Regions from separate parts of the Mus musculus genome. Here region 2 is linked to region 1. The links are chromatin contacts, called in public Hi-C maps. All regions are on one chromosome and are shown on one strand. The core of a region is the stretch at or near the end of the contact, and the rest is flanking DNA. Distances in the headings are between cores, read along the strand shown.

Evidence for each region. Hi-C and Micro-C count contacts between places; a contact is called where the count stands out from the background.
Region 2: a Hi-C map of cerebellum shows a contact between it and region 1, with 1.7 times the contacts expected there. The contact joins two enhancer-like sites. A contact is called at or near these places in 4 of 484 Hi-C or Micro-C datasets (cerebellar granule neurons, cerebellum, embryonic stem cells and 1 more).

What each region holds. Positions count from the first base shown.
Region 1 is chr5:112,457,091-112,463,923 of GRCm38.p6, forward strand. Sez6l (seizure related 6 homolog like) reads right to left here. Exons shown (of 17, transcript NM_001253916.1): 8 at 5,765-5,959; 9 at 4,057-4,195. Among named protein-coding and RNA genes, the nearest start is that of Gm6588, 11 kb to the left of the region's middle. Within about 2 kb of position 3,016, at least 2 of the 459 cell types and tissues checked have an H3K27ac peak or open chromatin away from gene starts, as enhancers often do. A contact at or near this core is called in cerebellum, where this site is marked.
Region 2 is chr5:112,737,985-112,744,817 of GRCm38.p6, forward strand. All of the region lies in intron 39 of Myo18b (myosin XVIIIb), which reads right to left. Among named protein-coding and RNA genes, the nearest start is that of 1700095B10Rik, 52 kb to the right of the region's middle. Within about 2 kb of position 2,852, at least 24 of the 459 cell types and tissues checked have an H3K27ac peak or open chromatin away from gene starts, as enhancers often do. A contact at or near this core is called in cerebellum, where this site is marked.

The sequences.
Region 1 (6,833 bases), core at 1,766-4,265:
TGAGGAAAGAGCCAGTCAGAGGGAAAGGCTCACACACTGGAGACCCACAGGAGCTTGTCCACAGCCAGCTGAGACTTCCCCCAGCCCCAGGTCTCTGGGGTGTCACCCTAGTGTCCCCTCCTGCCTGCCATCACTGTCTGGCCCTACAGGACTAGACGTTCCTTCTTCCCTGAGCTCCTTCTGACATTTGTACAGGGCAACCCCAAAATGCTTTGAGGAGGGAAACAGGGGTGACAACATTCAGTTCACCTGCTGGGTAACAAGGAGAGAGGACCCCATCCTTTTCGATTCTCCACCAGATGATGCTGCCCTGGCCTGGCTGTGGGGAAGGACTCTGAGTTAATGGTTTGAGCCTCTCTGTCACGCACAGGCTTTGAGATAGACATAAAACTGATCTGGTGCCAAGCTGAAGGTTAATTGAGTATTTGGTGCGCAGCAGGGCAGATGAGAGAGATTCCCTTTTCCCTCTACCCTTGGCCAAGCTAGGCGCCCACGGACGCAGAAGGCTTGATACAGGCAAAACCGCACATTTGGGAGGCTTCCAAAAAAGAAGAGGCTAAGATAAGCAGAAATGGGGCGGGGGAGTCCTTCAACAACTTACTGGGTGGGGCTTGAAGCTGGGTGGGATTCAACAAGAACCTGGGAGTCAATCCTTCCCTGAGGCAGCTCAGTGAGTTTGCCCGGTAACTTCCATGGGTTGAAGTTCTAGTAAGCAGAATTGTATGTTGGTGACTCATCACAACATGGCAACAGCTGTGTGCACGTGTATGTGTGCATGCATGTTCACGTGTGCACAGGTACACGTATGTACACGTATGTACATGTATGTGTGTGCATGGAGAAGATAGAGATTGATGTCCAGTGTGTTCCTCCACCTTATATACTGAAGCAGTCTCTCACTGCCTAGTCAGATTGCCTGGGGCATCCCATTTCTCCCTCTCTAGTCCTAGGGTCGCAGGTGGGCTGCCTGCCATGCCCATCTGGCGTTTACATGAGGACAGGAGCTCTGAACTCAGGTCCTCAGGCTTGTGAGGCATGCCCCACTGAGCCATCTTCTCAGCTCCCACAGTGCTCTAGAATGGAGTTTTCTGTCTGAAGCTTCAGTTCAGAGGACCCCCGAGATGACCTCTGTGACTGATCCTTCCTATGACTGTTTCCCTCTCATCTCTCCTCATTTGCTTTTTTTCATTTTTTCTTTTTACATCCTTGCTTGGGAAAATGCTTCCTCCTGGCTGCCATCCCTGATTTAGCCCAGCTCCCTAGCTGCCCAGCCGCTATGCAGTACTCCTGCCTCTCCATGCAAGGCCCACCTCCAGGAATCACAGATAGTGATATCCCGGAATCCCCACTGAAAATCAAAGAGGCTGCAGCCAGAAAGAAGGCCTGAATCACACAGCTGAGAAGAAAAGGAGACAAACTTCTGTCCCTGGCCTTGGAGGATCAGCTGTTCAAAATTTGTGGGGCTTTTAGCTCAGTTGGAGCAGGAAGGCCAAGGACAATCTCTGGGAACAGCCTCACACCAACAGTCTCAACACACATGCACCTGAGGGAAAAAAATAGAAATGAACAGAAATGAACCCATACAGTGACAGCCAAGTGATTTTTGACAAGGTGCTCAAATCAGATACTGGAATTTTTTTCTTTTTCTTTTTCTTTCTTCCTTTTCCTTCCTTCCTTCCTTCCTTCCTTCCTTCCTTCCTTCCTTCCTTCCTTCCTTCCTTCCTTTCTTTCTTTCTTTTGACAGATGGTGCCGGGGAAATTTGTAACATAACAGAAATGGATCTATTCTGCTCTCCGGAAAACACGTTCAGCATGGATCAAAAGATTCACTTTAATACCAGGAATTACAACTGTTAGAGGAAATTTAAGGAAACACCCTGAGACACTGGCACACACAGGGATTTCTGAGGGAGTCCAACAGCTCGGGGAGAAGCAGCATCGAGAATCAAGAGATGAGACTGCAGGGAATTTGAAAGCGAGAGAAGCCACCAGCGGAGCTAAGAAATGACAGTCGGGTGACTGATCTTTGCCAAAGCCACATCCAAGGATTGATAGTGTCTGTAGAGACCGTGAAGAATAAACATTCTCCAATCACCCTATAAGTCAATGCGCAAACGAACCGAACAGACAGGTCCCTAAAAGCGATCACAGGCCCATAAAGATGAGAAAATGTCCCATGTCCTTAGTCACAAAGGACAGACCAATCAGAAGTTCATTCTGCCAGAGTCAGTCTGGCTGTCGTCAAGACGGAGAATGCCGATACGGACGTGGGTGAGGGGAACACTTTGTCACTGCGGGTGGGGGTCACACTAGGACCACCATGTTGGGAATTGTTGTGCAGGGGGCAGGGGTCTCCATAAACTGAAAGTAGAAGGTAAGACCCCATGCGGTTCTCTGGGGAGACTCCACAGGACATAAGCCAGCCTTTCACAGGGAGCTCACATGTGCAAGCGGATTGCTAATTCACAATGGTCAAGTGATGTGGCTAGCTTAGATGTCTGCGGACAGATGCGTGGGTAAAGAGAATGTGGTTTGTTTGCATAGCAAGTTGTATTCAGCCTTCAAGAAAAATGAAATTATGCCGTTTGCATGAAATTAAGTGGAATCGGAGACCATTATATTTAACAAGATAGCCAGACTCAGTCAGACAAATACTACATTTTCTCCCATTTGCCAAAATCTCTCTCTCTCCCTCCTTCCCTCCCTCTCTCCCTCTCTCTCTCTCTCTCCCTCTCTCTCTCTCTCTTTTTCTTTCTTTCTTTTTTGAACTTGTTTGAAAGAACTAAAAGAAAGTGGGGGGGGGGCAAGGCAGGGTAGGGATGGAACATCACAGATACCATCACTTCACACAATGAATACACACTACAAAGATGGCTACTAGGCCTGTAGGACCCGTCTGCTGCTTGGAGAGCCAGAGGCCCTGGGACGCCTGTTTCTGGACTCTTCCCGGCCACCTGGGTCTGCCAGAAAACCATTTTTTTCTCTAGACACCACCATCTGTCCCTGTCTCTGTCTCACAGAGGGCAGTGGGAGGAGGTGGCTGAGAGGCCACCAGAGGCTGTTGCTCTCTTAGCCTGTGGAGCCTCAGCTGCCTCCCCTCCCAAAGTCCTTGGAAGCTGCCCTCAGGATATCAGATACAAGAGCCCAGAGCCTGGACCTTCACTCTGGGCTCAGAGTTGCCCTCCTGGGGCACTGGGAGGTGTTCAGGATGAGCACACTACGGTTGTGCCCAGGGAGCATCGGAAGCAGCCTAGGGCAGCTGTCACCATTCACTAAACACTTCCCTGTCACCAAGTGTAGCCCAAGGTCCATATTAAACCTGAGAACGAACGGCAAAGTAAGGCGACGCCCCGACTGACAGGGACATCTGCACTTAGTCGAGGAAGGCAGATAAGGAGAAACAAAACTACGGTATGGCCAGGGTTCATGGCACGGCACCATTCACTGCTGCCCACCCCGGCCGTTTGGTCCTTCAAAAACTGTAGGCTGGCAAGGTGGCTTAGTGCGCAAGAGCACCTGATGATGACCAACCTAACACCCCGGTTTGATTCCTGGGACCCAGAGGTAAAAGGGAGAGAACTGACTCCTGAAAGCTGTCCCTTGATTGTCCCACATGAGCCGAGCCATGATCATCACACCCTAACCTCCACTCACAATAGATAAGTAAACACATAGTAATACAAAGGGAAGAAAAGGACCCTCGCATGTCTGTACGCTGAGCTTTGCTATGGAAGCTTTTCCTCCCCTCCTCCTTTACGTCAAATCCCCAGTGGTCGTGACCCTTCCTTAGGCTGCCAACTGAAGTCACGAGTGTGCTTGTCTGTGTGCACCCTTCTTGGACACCAGTCTTTTTAGCGGAACGAATTAACGAGAGTAGGGACACTCGCTTCGTGCGTTGCTGGTTGTGTTGCTGTAGCAACCCTAGGACTCTGCAGCTCCGAGGTACGTACTAGATGCTTAGTAAATCCTGGCTGGAACAACAGATAAAGCAGAAGTCAGTTCCTCCCCACCTGCCTACTGCGGTGAACCTGGGGAAAGGGTGCCTCAGATACTCACAACTGAATGTCCAGGAAGATCCGCTTCTCCTCCCCAACGTGGATCTTCCACACACAGTCTTCACCTTCTGCATAGGGCTCTGGCCAGTTTGGAGACAGCACCACCCCAGCCACAGCAGAGAGCTCCCCACCACACATGGCTGCAACAGACAGACAAGAGGACACTCTTGTGAGGAAGACAATACAGCATAGTGGTTAGAAATTTGGGGGGTGAGGTTGGCATCTGTGGATCCCTGTGTAGCATGGGGTGGAGCAGGCAGGGGGGGGCAGCATGTGTGTCTATTTGTGTGTGTGTGTGTGTGTGCATTTACATGAGTGTGCATGTATGTGCGTGCATATGTCTGTGTGCGTGTTGAAAAAAGGCTACTGGCCTCACCTGCTGCTCCAAGGGGGCAGAGGTAGGCAATGTCTTCGCCACTGAGGGCAGCCCCCAGTTCCCACTCCACTGTTCTGCCAGCTTTGGATAAGGTGTGTATATGGTCTGATAGCATCAGCTTCCTCCTCTGAGAGGTCAGGAAATGCTCTTCCAGCCCACTGGCTTATGACGGATCACTACTAAGGTCACCATGCCAGTTTGCAGCACCCTGCCTGACCCCAGAATGTACTCAGGTGGCAAGTAGGCTCCAGTCTCTGAAAGGTTTATCCTGGACCGGCAGCAGAGATACAGAGGCCGCTCTCCCAATCCTTCCTGGGTAAGCCCTCAATATGGCAGAGGCTGAAGCCTCAATACATTCTTCTCCCTTAATGAAGTACATTTAGTTCAGGGGCCAATCCTCACCAGGGCAAGGCAATGACGTCACACCAACTGCCAGGTGGTTGATGGGAGTGAGGGTCTCCCTCATTCCTCCATGTGTTAGGGTTCATTGGCCATGGATACAAGACCTGGGAAGTCAGTGTGACCCGGGAATTAGTGTGACTGAAGGTTGTCACAGCCAATATTGCCTGGGCTCTGAACACAGAGAGGCTAAGTGCACTTTTTTTCCAGTGACCCTAGAATGCTCTTGGGCATGCTCTCTCCATGTCTGATTCCTCGTCATGAATGGGGCTGGTGTCTACCATAGTATGGCTGTCGAAAGGGCATTGTCGGAGGTTGAAGAGATGGCTCAGCGGGTAAGAGCACTGACTGCCCTTCTGAAGGTCCTGAGTTCAAATCCCACAACCACATGGTGGCTCACAACCATCTGTAATGAGTTCTGATGCCTTCTTCTGAAGACAGCTACAGTGTACTTATTTGTAATAATAAATAAATCTTTGGGCCGGAGTAAGCAGTGACTGAGTGGGCGGGGCCGACCGGAGCGAGCAGAGGTCCTAAAATTCAATTCCCAACAACCACAGGAAGGCTTACAGCCATCTGTGCAGCTTCAGTGTACTCACATGCATAAAATAAATAATAAATAAATCTTTAAAAAAAAAAAGAGTAACCACATCCATCCTCCCTCTCAGGTCCCCTCCCAGGCCCTGGCGACTAGAATCCCCTTTCTACCTTTGTGGGTATGTTTCTTCTGGACATTTCCCAAAATGGAATTATTTAAAAGAAAAAAGAATTACCCCAAGAAACAGCAGCAACCAGACCCAGATGACCACTGGTCCGGAAAAGGTCTCATGGTAAAACAAGTGTGTAATGTGGCCACCCCTTCTAGGCTGGGGTCTTGTTCTTTGCTGGGGTGGAGGCCCTGGGCATTCTGGCTTTGGGGAAGGTGGCGGCTCACCTCTGCATAGAGGCTCTGTGTCATTCCAGTATGGGTCACGCACATTGACACACTCGATGACAGCCGGGCCCTGTTCCAGAGAGTGGCCGGGGTCGCAGGTGAACTCCACAATGGTGCCGATGTTGTAGGTGGGGTCCGATGTGGTGAAATTCCCATTTTGGATGTAGGGTTCATAGCAGTGACCTTTCTCAAAGGCTGAGGTGGGGACACAGAGAGGGTGAGTGGACAGATGAGGTAAAAGACAGCTATTACTGCTTAGACATAATGTAAAGAAAAGGCACTCCAGAACATGGAGTAATCCTAACTCTAGAGAGGCTAAGACAGGCAGGTCGTTGCTTGAGACCAGCCTGGGCTACACAGTACTTTCCAGGCCAGCCTGGGCTTCTGAGGGGACCCTGCTCCAGAACAGAATGCTTCTGACCTGGGCCAGACACCTGGACCCTCGGGCCTCACATTTCTTTTTTCTTTCTTTTTCTTTTCTTTTCTTTTCTTTTCTTTTCTTTTCTTTTCTTTTCTTTTCTTTCTTTCTTTCTTTCTTTCTTTCTTTCTTTCTTTCTTTCTTTCTTTTTTTTTTTTTTTGAGACAGGGTTTCTCTGTGAAGCCCTGGCTGTCCTTGAATTCAGAAATCTGCCTGCCTCTGCCTCCCAAGTGCTAGGATTAAAGGCATGCACCACCACTGCCCTGCTGGCCTCATGTTTCTTATGTGTGATGCAGATAAGACCTTCTGCCTGGGGCCTCACACTCTCTCGATGCCAGTGCTCTGGGCCCTGCCATCGGATACATAATGTCTGTCTCTCAATGGGACTACCCACTTCCAGGAAAGCCTGAGCTGCAGTCCCTAGGGTACACAGAACACTATGGTCTGTCTGGGTCAGAGAGCCAGTTCCTGGGAGGAGGCTAGACCCCCAGAGGCATTGCTTGAGGGAAGCAGAGGAGGGCTCCGAGGCAGGCTGGCAGCCGTGGCAGGCACACTGTAAGTGAGGCTTCAGATAGGCTCCCTGGCTTCTCTCCTGTGAGGGGAAACAACAGTTCCACATCTGTGTGTGGTGAGAGTCACACAGGGAGCACA
Region 2 (6,833 bases), core at 1,602-4,101, 280 kb after region 1:
TGTGAGTTCCAGGACATTTGGAGCTAGAAGTGAGGCTGTCTCAAGAAACAAGCAGACATCCTCACAGGGAGGTAGAAGGTGGCTGAGAGTGTTTTGAGTCATTTGGGGAGGAGTTAAAGAGGGAATTGAATCAGTCTGTGATGTTCCTGTGGGACACCGCCTTGGGCCTTTGAGGAGATTTGGAAATTAACAACAACAACAACACCTCCTTAAAGTCCCTCTCTGCTTTCCCAGTCCCAAACACACAGCCTACACACACACACACACACACACACACACACACACACACGCACGCACGCACACGCACGCATGCACGCACGCGCGCGCGCACACACACACACACACACACACACACACGCACACACACACACATACACAGTCATCTGCTTTAGTGACAACAGAAAGAGTGACAAAGGGCAGCTTTGGAGCAGCCTTCCCAATGCCCACACACAGCAGGAACTTTTTAAAAGCAGTACCTGGGCTTTCTGACCTGGGATGAACGCCTACCTCCTGGCTCCAGACTTCCCACAGTCAGCCCACCTACGCCACTGCTTCCCAACGAAAGAAAAAAAAAGCTATTTCAATTTTTCAATTTCTGCTCAGTTGCAAATATGACATCCGTACCACCCAATCTTCCTGACAAGAGAATAATTATATCAATATAATTAAGTCTCAAATGCAAAGATTATCTTTAGCACATACACTGGCAAGGCGCTTCCCACATCAGAGACCACTATTACAGCTAGGGATTCTCCAGCTGCCTCCAGCATGGCTGCTTTCAAATCGAGTCCACCGGCCATTGGTGCGCAGTTCCTTTCCTCCCACTGGCCCACACACTTGCAGAAAGAGAGCAATTAGCTTCTCAGACTTCCCCAGTGGCCACTGAGTTTCCCATCCCAGAGAATTTTGTCAGGGCTGAGGCTGGGGCTCAGCAGGTGTGCTTGCCTAGAGTGACACAGCCCCTATTCTGTCCCCAGTGCCACATAAATTGTGTGTGGCATTGCATACCTATAGTCTTAGCACGCAGGAGGTGAAGGCAAGAGAGTTAGAATTTCAAGATAATCCTTGACTTGACTGTGGATTGCAGACACAGCCTGGCTCCAAACACAGGAGTCACAGAGTCTATAGAATGTCACCCAGGCTGGTGGGACCCAGTAACGCACACACATCTGTCTGCTTCCCGTGCACCCATGCTGAGTGTGTCTGTCTGTCTGTCAGCTCCACAGTGGCCTTCCCTTCATGCAGAAAGATGTTCAGGGACCCTCAGAAGTACCTTATGCAAAGAAGGTCATGACAGGCCATGTTCCATAGTGACTCTTGAGTCCCAAATGGACCCCATGCGTGACAGCGGTACCTGAAGCTGGTGACTTTGAGCCAATGCAGTCTGGCGTGTTCCCCATGCACTTGTGTGATACTGATGTCAGCACACCTGTGCTGCTGGTCCTGTAGACACAGCTGTGTGCAGGGCAGGGTGGTGGGCAATGTCAAGTGACCATGCCACCGGTTTTGCATGTGCTTGGGCCAGGCTATCAATCATGACTCCAGGGCACTTCAATTTATAAAAGACAGTGTTCTGCTTTTATGTAAGTTGTAATGACACAACGCTGGGGGTGGGGGGGTGGGGTGCGAATCAGCTTATGGGGAAAAGCTTACAATTCCAGGCTATTTATTCCCTATCAGTGTGGAGAAGAAGTCAACGCAGGGACTTCAAACATATCACATCCAGAGTGGAGAGGGAGAGAGAGAGAGAGAGAGAGAGAGAGAGAGAGAGAGAGAGAGAGAGAGAGAGCAATGCATGCACACCCCCTTGCTTATGCATGGCTCCATTGCTATGCTCCAAAGCTGTTCAGGTCCCCCTGCCTAGGGAATGATGCCATCCACAGTGCGCAGGGTCCTTCCACATCATTTAACAAGATAATCTCCCACAGACATGCCCACAGGCCAACCCAGTGTACAATCCCTGTGGTGGCTTGAATATACTTGGCCCAGGGGAAGTGGCACTATGAGAAGGTGTGGCTTTGTTAGAAGAAGTACATCACTATGTAGGTGGACTTTGAAGTCTTTTATGCTTAAGCTCCACCCAGTGTGGAACACAGTCTCTTCCTGGCTTCCATCTCAGCTCCTCCAGAACCATGTCTACCTGGACTCTGCCATGCTTCCTGTCGTGATGATAGTGGACTGAACATCTGAAACTGTAAGCCAGTCCTGATGAGATGTTTTATAAGAGTTGCCTTGGACATGGTGTCTCTGCACAGCAACAGAACCCTAACTAAGACAATTCCTCACTGAGGCTCTTCCCAGGTGACTCTACATTGTATCAAGTTGACAGCAGCCATGGCTAGCTGGTTAACAAGGTTGACACTGAGACAAACTACCAAGCTGCACTAACAATAGCCACATCCTCCTCTTACTCAGGCTCTCTTGATCAGATTGAAGACCATGTAGAATGACTGTCCCTGCAATGTCAGCTAGGCCTTGGGAAGAGCAGTCTTCAAGGGTTGCCCCTAGAAGAAGTGGCCTGCTGTACTTCTCAGAAAGCCCCTCCATCAGAGATAGGAGACTGCACTAATCACCAGGCTTCTGCCTTAACAACTAAAGCCAAAGCTACTTACTCCAAAAAGCCAATGAAATCTCCCAAATGCTCAAGAGAGAGAGAGGAGATGATCCCTCTCAGGCGGACCGATTCTCATCAATAGTCTTGTATCGTTACATCTGTTCTCCCAGGAGATCGATCAGGGAGGATACAGCAAGTTGCTTCTGGCATTGGCGATCAATGCCAGATCCTAGCTTCCCTGGACTCAGAACAGTCGATGCTGTCTAGCTGAGAAACGGGGTGGAGGCGGTGCAGTGTAGGTGACATAGACAGTAAAGAACGCCAGTGAACAGCTTGTGGCAGGGAGTGGTAATGACAGAGAGTAAGACAATGGTGTCTGGCATTCCGGGCTCCCATCTGCTGAATTGAGAGATGTTCCACAGGGTCAGACGTTACAGCCTCAAAGTCACAGCGTTGACAGTGTACTTTTATTCCTGCTATATTCATTGTGAGGAGTTCACACACCTACCCCTCCCTCAGTGTGAGGAGTTCACACTCCCATTCCTCCCTCAGCACAGTGAGTTCACACTCCCACCCCTCCCTCAGCAGAAGGAGTTCACACTCCCATCCCTCCTCCAGCACAAGGAGTTCACACTCCCATCCTTCCCTCAGTGTGCGGAGTTCACACTCACACCCTCCCCTCAGTGTGAGGAGTTCACACTCCCATTCCTCCCTCAGCAGGAGTAGTTCACACTTCTCACTCCTTCAGTGTGAGGAGTTCACACTCACACCCCTCCCTCAGTGTGAGGAGTTCACACTCCCATTCCTCCCTCAGCAGGAGGAGTTCACACTTCTCCTCCTTCAGTGTGAGGAGTTCACACTCACACCCCTCAGTGTGAGGAGTTCACACTGCCATTCCTCCCTCAGCAGGAGGAGTTCACACTTCTCCCTCCTTCAGCGTGAGGAGTTCACACTTACACCCCTCCCTCAGTGTGAAGGGTTCATACTCCCATTCCTCCCTCAGTGTGAGGAGTTCACAGTCCTATCATCCCCTGATTTGAGGGCACCAGGCAGTTTCCAGAAAGGTTCTGTGGAAATTCTCATTTTCTGAAACAAAGGGCACTGAGCCTGAAACCTGGAGCATCAACTGTGGACATGTGGGGACAGATATTACCTCACTGTGGGCAGCTGGGTAAGCTGTGCTGTGCATCTCACAATGTTAACAGCCTCTCTGGGCTCTATTAGAGAACACCAGCATCTCTTCCCTCTAATTTGTGACAAGCAAAATTGTTGTCAAAATACTTCCAAGGGTCAGAATCACACCCAGAGGACAGCTGAGCCCAGATGTGAAGCTGAACCCTGACCCAGCCACTCCTTACTGTGTGACCTCACCTTCAGGATGGAAAGCCTCCCCCATAACAAGGGGGCTCTACGGAGGCTCTGGGGTACAGGAACTTGTGGTTGGTACCAGCTACTCCATAACTCAGGTCCCTGGACAACCAGTATCTCTATCACCTGGTTATAAATACCGGGCATGGAAATACCTCCCTGTGACCCACTTGGTGGGTGGAGGCAACGGGATTGCAAGTTCTAGGCCACCCTGGCCTATAGTGAGACTTAGTCTAACAAAACGAAAGATGACAAAATAGCTAAGCACTGTGGAAATCAGAAGAGTTTCTTAAAAGGTAAAAAGACAGAACATCCCATGCTCTGGCTATGCCCCTGGAATGTTCCCTAAGGGACAAAGCATATCTACAGAGCTATTGAGCCGCCTTTCAGCTTGCATTCACAGCTATACCACCCAGAGTGGACGATGAGAGAACCAACCAAGCCGTCAATGTGGCTGTTATCCCCAGCAGAGCTTTTCAGCCTCACAGAGTAAAATCGTGTCCTTGCAGGGGTCTGGGTGGAACTAGAGATTGCCTGATAAATAAAGCCAGATGCAGAAAGACAAATATATGTTTTCTCACACACGTGGCATGATTATATGGTGTGTATGTGTATGACTGTGCGTATATATGTGTGTATATGTGTGTATGTGTGTGTATGTATGTATGCGCATGTATGTGTGTATATGTGTATGTATGTGTGTGTATGTATGTATGTATGTATGTTTGTATGTGTATATATGTGTGTATGTGTGTGTCGGCATACATACATCAGAAAGCCATACCGAACCCATTATTTTGCATGCTACCTAAACCTAAATGATAACTAAAAGGCCCTGCATAGACAGGGAGATGGCTCAGCTGGTAAAGGTGCTTGTTCCCAATCCCGACAAAGACCTGAGTTCCATTCCTGGAACGCCCATGATCCTTTGACCTGTATACGTGTGTGGTGGCATGATCCGACACACACAAAATAATGTGATCATTTGTCTTAAGTTTTTCCTTTTCAAGAAAGGAAGTATCCCTTTCAGGCCCTGCCTCCTCCTGTCAGGTCAGGTTTGCTGTAGCCACCCTCCTCAGTTGACATGATTCCTTTGGTGACACTGAGGAAACGCTGGCCCTGCCTTGAATCGACAGGCTTAGGCACAGTGAAGACATGGTAGTTGCCAATCCCTTCCCTCTCTGGCCTTGGGCAAGGCAAGGTGCTCTCCCTCAGAGCCTCTCCCTCACACTGTGTAAACAGAGATTAAAAATGTCCTCTCAGCCAAAGGCAAGGGTTCAGCTTTAATCAGAAGGGCCCTGGAAAGTATTTTTGCAGTGTCTTTGTCACTGCAGACAATCTCAGCTGTTCCCAGGCTGGTTGCCACTGTCCTCTCTGACGCCTCCTAACAATATCGGGAGGCAGCCGCTCCCTGCATGAAGCATCAAGCTGTTGAAGCTCCCCCGGTACACTTTTGTGATGTTCCTTTTGATAGAGTCTAAAATTATAACAGCCACTTGGCCACTCACGGTCCATTTATCCATTTATTGACTCCACAGGGAAGAAAAACAACGTCTGAGCCGTGTGTGCTCTCTCCTCTCCACATCTCAAGGTGATGGCCAGGCGGTCCGTGCCTCTCACCAGAACAGATTCATCAAATCTTCCTCATGGCTGGGGCCTGCTGGCTCCTGCAGCCTGGGAGTTCTGTCCTCTCTGGCACTTGGGAATGCTTGAGTCTGAGGGAGAGTTTGGTGAGAGTCTCCCTTTATTTTTCTTCAGTCTGCAGTAAGATCCACCCCACCCTAACTGCTTTCCTGGCCCAGGCGTGCCCTCTCTGGAGATCTAAGGCTGTTCTGGGGGAGGCAGTGGCCTGAGCCAAGAGAAACTGTCCTTTGGTTTGACTCTGTACCCGAGTTGGGTATTTTGTGTGTATAAATGTTGTTGATAGTCATTTGTTTGTCTAGTCCCTTGCAGCCACTGGATAGATACTCTCCACAACTGAGATGCACTGCAGGTCTGGGAGATTCCTCTATGTTTCCTTTTTTAAAAATATCATTTATTTATCATTATTTATACGAGTATACTGTAGCTGTCTTCAGACACACAAGAAGAGGGCATTGGATCCCATTACAGATGGTTGTGAGCCACCACGTGGTTGCTGGGAATTGAACTCAGGATCTCTGAAAGAGCAGTCAGTGCTCTTAATCGCTGAGCCATCTCTCCAGCCCTCCTCTATGTTTCTTAAGCAAACTTCAGTGGGTGGTGGAGACTTTACAGCCTCATACTCCAAAACAGAGGAGGCAGTGACAGCCAATGTGTCAGACCTGGCCCTACCCGTGTTTGTCGGTAGAGTTCTGTCGAAACAAAGATGTTCAGTGTGTATCTTCGGTGGAAGTGGCTATGGTCTGACGACAGAAGGTTCAGAGGTCAAAACAGAGTCTGTAAAACTGAAATATTCAGCAACCAGCTGTGCAGACAAGATTTACAGTCACCCTTCAAAGAGATGTGAGTCCCACAGCTCCATTACACTGGGAGCATGTGAGTCCAAGGATGGATGGGGTTTCTGCAGGGTCCCTTAGAAGGAATCACTTGGAGTCAGCTATACCCGGGGACATAGGATCTATGCAAACATTAGTTCTGAGGTTTATCTCAAGGGTTTACTAATGTTTGTGACTCAAGAGTTTCTCGCATTGTGTATTTCCTGGCCTTCAAATGCTAAGGCCTCGGGCGTTAACGACCGACCGAGGATGCCGTCATTCCAAATGTCAAGATTTTGTGGGCCTGAAGATCGAGCAGCCATATGGAGAAGGAGGCGAGCTCTGTCATTAGGGAGCAGAAGGTAGGCATGGTAATTAGCCAACACCAGAATTGAGCTCCTAAATTAATCTTTTTAAAAGGGCAGACCGGTTTTACCTTGCAGGGAAAGATGGTG